Regions from separate parts of the Ovis aries genome. Here region 2 is linked to region 1. The links are chromatin contacts, called in public Hi-C maps. All regions are on one chromosome and are shown on one strand. The core of a region is the stretch at or near the end of the contact, and the rest is flanking DNA. Distances in the headings are between cores, read along the strand shown.

Region 1 (3,326 bases), core at 27-2,526:
CATCCCATATGACCATCAGATCCTAGTTATGTTTGGCTATTGCCCCAGCTCAGTGACTATACAAATGCTAGTGTGTCTGCCTGGAAAGCTCTTCCTGCTTCCTCATTTAATTTCTCTTCCTTTAAGACACAATTCAAGCATAATCTCCCAGGCCTCAAATTTTTATATTTTTCCTTCTTTATGCCCTCAAAGCAACTGTACTCCATTCATTTCATTGTACTGTATCCACTCATTCATTCACTTACTAGCTCTCCTTGTAATTTCCTAGCAGACAAAGCCTGCTACCTTAGAGATAAATCAGTGAGTGAAATGAGAAATAAATTAATATATAAATGAAAAAAAGATTTACATACAAGGAACACGGAAATAGAGGAGTTGTGATTTTGACAAATAGCAAAAAATGAGGAAGCAGGAAGAAGAGCAGGGTAGAAATTGAAGAGACAGAAAGGCAGACAAAAGCGATAGCCTCTTCTTGCCTGCTTCTCATCACAACACACAGGCCTCTGTCCCTGCTCAGATGCCTATAGCCTGCTGTAGCAGACCAGCAGGACTCAAAAATCAGCCCTGCCCCTCTTATTAGCTATGTGACTGGGTATAAATTACTAATCCTCCCTAATCCCCAGCTTCCTCATCTCTGAAATGGAGATCAGTATATTAACCTCTGTCATAGAGTTGTTTTGAAGATTAAAATGGGTAATGCTTATGATGTACCTGACCTAGTGTCATGTACATAATAAACACACGACAAATGTTAGCTGAAAATGCATTTCTAGCTAATGTTGAGGAATAAAAGAAAAGCCTTTTTCTCAGGGCCCATAAAGCACATAACCTGGACTAAGACATTGAACTAGTTTGACTTGGAATCATTCTCTGATCTAGGACATTTTAGCTCAGTGCTGAATGCAACAAAGAAAACTTAAATCAGCAATGCTACCATCATTTGAATTCACCCTTTAGCTGAAAGACACATTAATTGTAAGCTTGAGGTTGAGGTCAATAAGATTTTTCTATTTCTATGTTAATGATGTAGTTGTAGCATTTTGAGTTTAGAAAGCAAAAAAAATATATATATATATATGATATTGCCACATGAATGCTCTAAGGAACATCCCGCTCTATAGCAAAAGAAGCTTCACATGTGGAACCTGTTCCTCTCAAGCCTCTTGAAGTTGCCAAAATACTCTTCACAAATGAACAGTAACAGTGTTTGCCTATTTACCCAACCACTGGGTTGGTTTTGAAGGTAAAATATTACCCAGTTGGATTAATTATTATATCACATTGGGTCAGATGCCTCTACCAGGCACCAAGTTTCTTGGTTGGTCACATATTAACAATCATCATCTTGACATTCTAAACATGCTGCCTGATTAGTAGTTCCTGGCAGCAGTGACTGATAGCAGTTACTGGAATCTCTGCTTACTGAGTGATTACGTAATATCTACACCTAGCTGCATGGCTAGTCACGACATTTTGTGATGTTTGGACTGAAGAATTTCATGTTCACCAGACTGATCTTATTTGTTGCACATATTTTACTTTTCCTACCTTTGTGCCTTTGCTCATTCTCTTTCCTCCACCCAAAATGACTTTTCAAATTGCTCAAATTCTAGAAGTCTGTTAAGGTTCTGTTCAAATGCTCCTTTCGTCTGTAAACCACCCAAGTTAAAAAACAGTTTGCTTCTGACTTCCCACTGTACTTTATTTTCTGTAGAGTGCTTTTTGTTTTATATCTTATATTTTCCTTACTAAATGATGCCTTACCCACAATTAGCACTAAATAAAAGTTCACTGAAGATATGAACGAGTGACCCACTACAACTAAGGATACTATAGATTACTTGAAAATATAAACAGACCTATCATTTAATGAAAATATCTTACTCCTTATGAGGAAATCCTGCTTCTAAACCAACAGCTAAATCCACTTCCTGACCATGTGCCTCCCAAAGGGTTTGGAAAAGAGATTCTAGACAGGATAAATTCTAGAATTTCATCTCTGGCTTATCATAAAAATAGCCTGTCCTTGCTCCCAGTTCTTAGACATTGAAACACTGCTCTAAGTAGTGGCAGCAGAATTCAGAATTAGGGAGGTATGGAAAGAGTGGATTTACATTGGTGCTTTGGACTGAAAAAAAGATCAAAGATGCTTTCCACTTGTTCCCTTTATTGATCTGCTTTTTCCCAGAGATAAGAGTCCTAGTGAGGTTACAGATGACCTAGAGTTAGAGTGTAAAATTGGGAGGCTAGTAGAGGATATTATATGGACTCAGTATTAGATGATATTAAGGAATCATTCTCAGATTTGTCAGATTGAGTAATGGCATACTTATTGTGAAATATAAAAGGCTTATCAGTTAGAGATGCATGCTGAAAAATGACATGATTTCTGGGATTTGCTTTGAAATACTCAAGAGAAAAGAGAAAGAATGGAGAAAAATAACAAAATTGGCAAAATGTTGATAATTATTGAGCTGACTGACCAGTATTAGAAGTTCATTACACTATCCTCTATAGTCTTGTGTACCAAACCATTTCTACACTGGAAGTTATAAAAGAAAAATAATCTTTTAAGGTAACAGTTATCCTCATATAGCTGATTCTCAAACTAGATGTTTGCCTGAAATCACAAATAAGGGTATGAAAGGGAATTTTTATTATCTAGATCACCAGTCTGTGCCATTTGATTTAATCCACACTATTCCAAATCACTGCTATGGGATGTTCTCTTTTAAGTAAGTCAGAAAGCTATACATATGCAGCCTGGAAAAGATATCTGTGGTTTTAACTTCAAACAAACTACAGTTATTTGCATTGTATCTTTAATCAATATTTCAGGCATCATAGTAAACCTGTTCTTTGGTGTTTGCTGATTCTTGAAGTCATAGTAATTAAAAAAATAAGTTATACTTTAAAAAGGAGAGAGGGAAAGATGGAGGGAAGGAGGATCAGAAATAGTCTATAGGTTAATAACTTTCTTGGTAAGACATCCTGGTAATAATCTAGGTGAGCACTTAATTATCTGAAAGATCTGGCCTTAATTAAAATTTAGCTCTGCACTATTAATCAAACAGTATCTTTTGCAGAAGTTAATTAATAACTCTGTACCTTTCTCCACCCTTTTTTGTAACAGTAGGCAAATGCCTAGGAATTTAGGAATTTTTCCCTTAGATTTAATCAAAATAGTCCCAAATTTCTATTCAATGAATAATATAAGGAATCAAAAGTCTTTATCATATTAAATGTTACTTGAGGCTTTTGCAACACATGCCAACAAAGACTGGAATCCTCACATATCTGAGGAACATATTTCTTCACTTCTGTTT
Region 2 (3,256 bases), core at 571-3,070, 75 kb before region 1:
CCCTGGAAGGAAAGTTATGACCAACCTAGAGCGCATATTCAAAACAGAGACATTACTTTGCCAACAAAGGTCCATCTAGTCAAGGCTATGGTTTTTCCAGTGGTCATGTATGGATGTGAGAGTTGGACCATAAAGAAAGCTGAGAGCCAAAGAATCGATGCTTTTGAACTATGGTGTTGGAAAAGACTCTTGAGAGTCCCTTGGACTGCAAGGAGATCCAACCAGTCCATTCTGAAGGAGATCAACCCTGGGATTTCTCTGGAAGGAAAGATGCTAAAGCTGAAGCTCCAGTACTTTGGCCACTTGATGCAAAGAGCTAACTCATTGGAAATATTCTGATGCTAGGAAAGATTGAGGGCAGGAGGTGAAGGATACAACAGAAGATGAGATGGTTGGATGGCATCATCGACTTAATGGACATGGGTTTGTGTGGACTCTGAGAGCTGGTGATGGACAGGATGGTGTGCTGTGGTTAATGGGGTCGCAAAGAGTTGGACACGACTGAGCAACTGAACTGAACTGAACACATATATATGGAATTTAGAAAGATGGTAACAATGACCCTATACGTGAGACAGCAAAAGAGACACCGATGTATAGAAGTCTTTTGGACTCTGGGAGAAGGTGAGGGTGGGAGGATTAGAGAGAATAGCATTGAAACATGTATATTATCATATGTGAAAGAGATCACCAGTCCAGGTTCAATGCATGAGACAGGTTGCTCAAGGCTGGTGTATTGTGATGACCGTGAGGGGTGGGATGGGGAGAGGGTGGAAGAGTGGTTCAGGATGGGGAACACATGTACACCCGTGGCTGATTCATGTCACTGTATGGCAAAAACCACTACAATATTATAAAGTAATTAGCCTCCAATTAAAACAAATAAATTAATTTAAAAATAAATACTATTAGAATCAATGTATTAAACATAAAAAAAAATGTTTCAACTGCAGTCAGTAATTTTGATTGAGTTTCCATATGCTTTCAACTAAAATATTCAGATATTGAGCTGAAAGTGCCTTGATGATTTTGACTCACAGTATTCAAAAAGCCATTAAGTTTGTATATTTCAGCTTATCCTTATCAACATTTAAACATATTTTCATATTGATTTTTCTTTGATGAAAGTATCATATTTGCATGGAAATATAAAAGCCTGGATTCTATCGTTAGTGTCTTTACTATCAATTAGCTCTTCAATCTTTCAGTCAAATCACTCAACATTTCTAGACCTCATCTCCTCACCTGCAGAATGGAGCAGTGGGTGGGATGCTTCCTAAGCACATCATCTCTAAGATTTCTTCCAGTTTTAAAATAAAACATGGCAGGATTTCCACAGCAAAGCTTCTAGGTATATTTCAAGTGTGCTCATTATTACCAAATGCCACTAGAGGTCAGATTAAGTTTGGTAATTCCATCTAATCTGGCATACACATTGAACAAATGCAGAAGCTTACCTTATATTGATGCCTTGCCAGCATGCCTGAACCTAGATCCTTCTGAGCTAATGAATGTTGATCCCAGTGTTATAGAGTAAAATGGGAAAATCTGTGAAAACAAAATCGCATTCATTAGTCTATAATTTGTAATTGCCTGGTACCAGAATGCTTATCTTTCTTTGCATGCCTGAATGTCATTAATTGAATGTGTCACCTGAAGCCCAGGGCTTAGTGCTTGCTCATGTTACTGTGCTAATCAATCAGTTGCAAGGAAGTGGGGCTGCAAGACTAAAAATGTTTCCTGTCCTCTTTGTGCATCTAGATGTGACTGTGTTAATAATCCGTGACTGCCTGTGTATGTGGCACTTGACCCATTGCCTGTATTCCTATTGAAGTGTAAAGGAATGAGTGGGAAAAAAATGAGTCATAGTGAATACACATTATCCTTGGATAGCTGCCTTGTCAGTCTACCAATCAGGACCAGTTCTAGGCATAACTGTGGTGTCTGTAAACTCAGATATTTTGTAGCTACTATTCCCCTGTCTTTTCATCACTCCTACTCTCTCTCTCTTCTCAATATCCTTAGTCAAACTCTCCTCTCAGGAGAGATCGAAAAAACTCAAATTCAGTAAGATATATGAATCTGATGATGAAATTTTGCTCTCCTGGGCACATTTGCATTTTGTCAGAGAACAAGACTTTTTATTGGTGGAAGTCCAAAAGTAGAATTGCAATCATCCAGAAGCATAGTAACTGGGGGGACAGGGTGATTGACAGCAACTTCAAAATCATCCCATGGAACCGACATTATAGGCCAATGACAAAGGCTGGCCTTGCCTCCCCAGTGATGCATGCAGCCTGACTGGGTAAGGCATTCTTCTTCTTCTTTTTTTTTTTAACAGCAGTTATTGAGCATTTACTGCACATGAGATTTTGTGTGAGGACCCAAGATCAGGTTCCTGCACATGAGAAACACACTAACTGAGTTCCTGACCCAAGTGCCCTGGGTTCGCTTCCCTAATGCATGGGATCACTGCTTGAGGTTGTGATTTCTTCCTGCACAAGGTACCAAAACGCAGCTGGAGCCTCAGCACCATCTCCAGGGCAAGAATCTGCAGAATGGGGATCATCATCCTCTTTCCTCTACAACCTCTATTCAACAATAAATGACAGGGACAGGGATGGGAGGTTCTGAGAGTCACACTGAGGGATGGAAGTACAGGGTCTTGAACTGAAAATGGGGGTTTCCGAATATTCATTATTTCTAGATAGCTCTGTGAAATGAAGATAAGACAGAATTTTCTAGTGGCCATAACTTAATAACACTAGAGGCAAACAAATCTTAAAGCCTTAGGGACCTCGAAACTCCCAAGATGCTAATGCATTAACACTTGGGATCACAGCCTTGACAACCTTGTCTCCAGATTCTTCTCTGTGAAATCAACATCATGGTTGCATCTGCCTTAAATCTGCCACAACCAGTGCACAGAAAAATTCTCTTTGACATTTATTGTCTCAGAAACAGAAATGTCACTTTATATTTACCTAGTAATTTACAGAGTGACTCGGAAAATCCCTTTGTTTGTCCCATAAGGTACAATGTTCTCACACCTCACAGATTTTATAGAGTTGGTAGAACCCAGTGGCTCAGCAGCAAAGAATCCACCTGCAATGCAGGAAATGAGGGTTTGATCCCTCAACTGGGAAGATCTCCTGGAGAAGGAAATGGCAACCCATTCCAGTATTCTTGTTTGGGAAATCCCATGGACTGAGGAGCATGGTGGGCTATAGTCCACAGGGTCCCAAAGGAATTGGAC

The links. Hi-C and Micro-C count contacts between places; a contact is called where the count stands out from the background.
Region 2: a Hi-C map of mixed tissues shows a contact between it and region 1, with 3 times the contacts expected there. The contact joins two enhancer-like sites. A contact is called at or near these places in 3 of 16 Hi-C or Micro-C datasets (liver, mixed tissues and skin fibroblasts).

The regions. Positions count from the first base shown.
Region 1 is chr1:167,450,646-167,453,971 of ARS-UI_Ramb_v3.0, reverse strand. All of the region lies in intron 6 of LOC121816352 (a long non-coding RNA gene), which reads right to left. Among named protein-coding and RNA genes, the nearest start is that of ZPLD1, 350 kb to the left of the region's middle. Within about 2 kb of position 1,276, at least 11 of the 54 cell types and tissues checked have an H3K27ac peak or open chromatin away from gene starts, as enhancers often do.
Region 2 is chr1:167,526,630-167,529,885 of ARS-UI_Ramb_v3.0, reverse strand. LOC121816352 (a long non-coding RNA gene) reads right to left here. Exons shown (of 9, transcript XR_006055889.2): 7 at 1,458-1,548. Among named protein-coding and RNA genes, the nearest start is that of ZPLD1, 280 kb to the left of the region's middle. Within about 2 kb of position 1,820, at least 5 of the 54 cell types and tissues checked have an H3K27ac peak or open chromatin away from gene starts, as enhancers often do.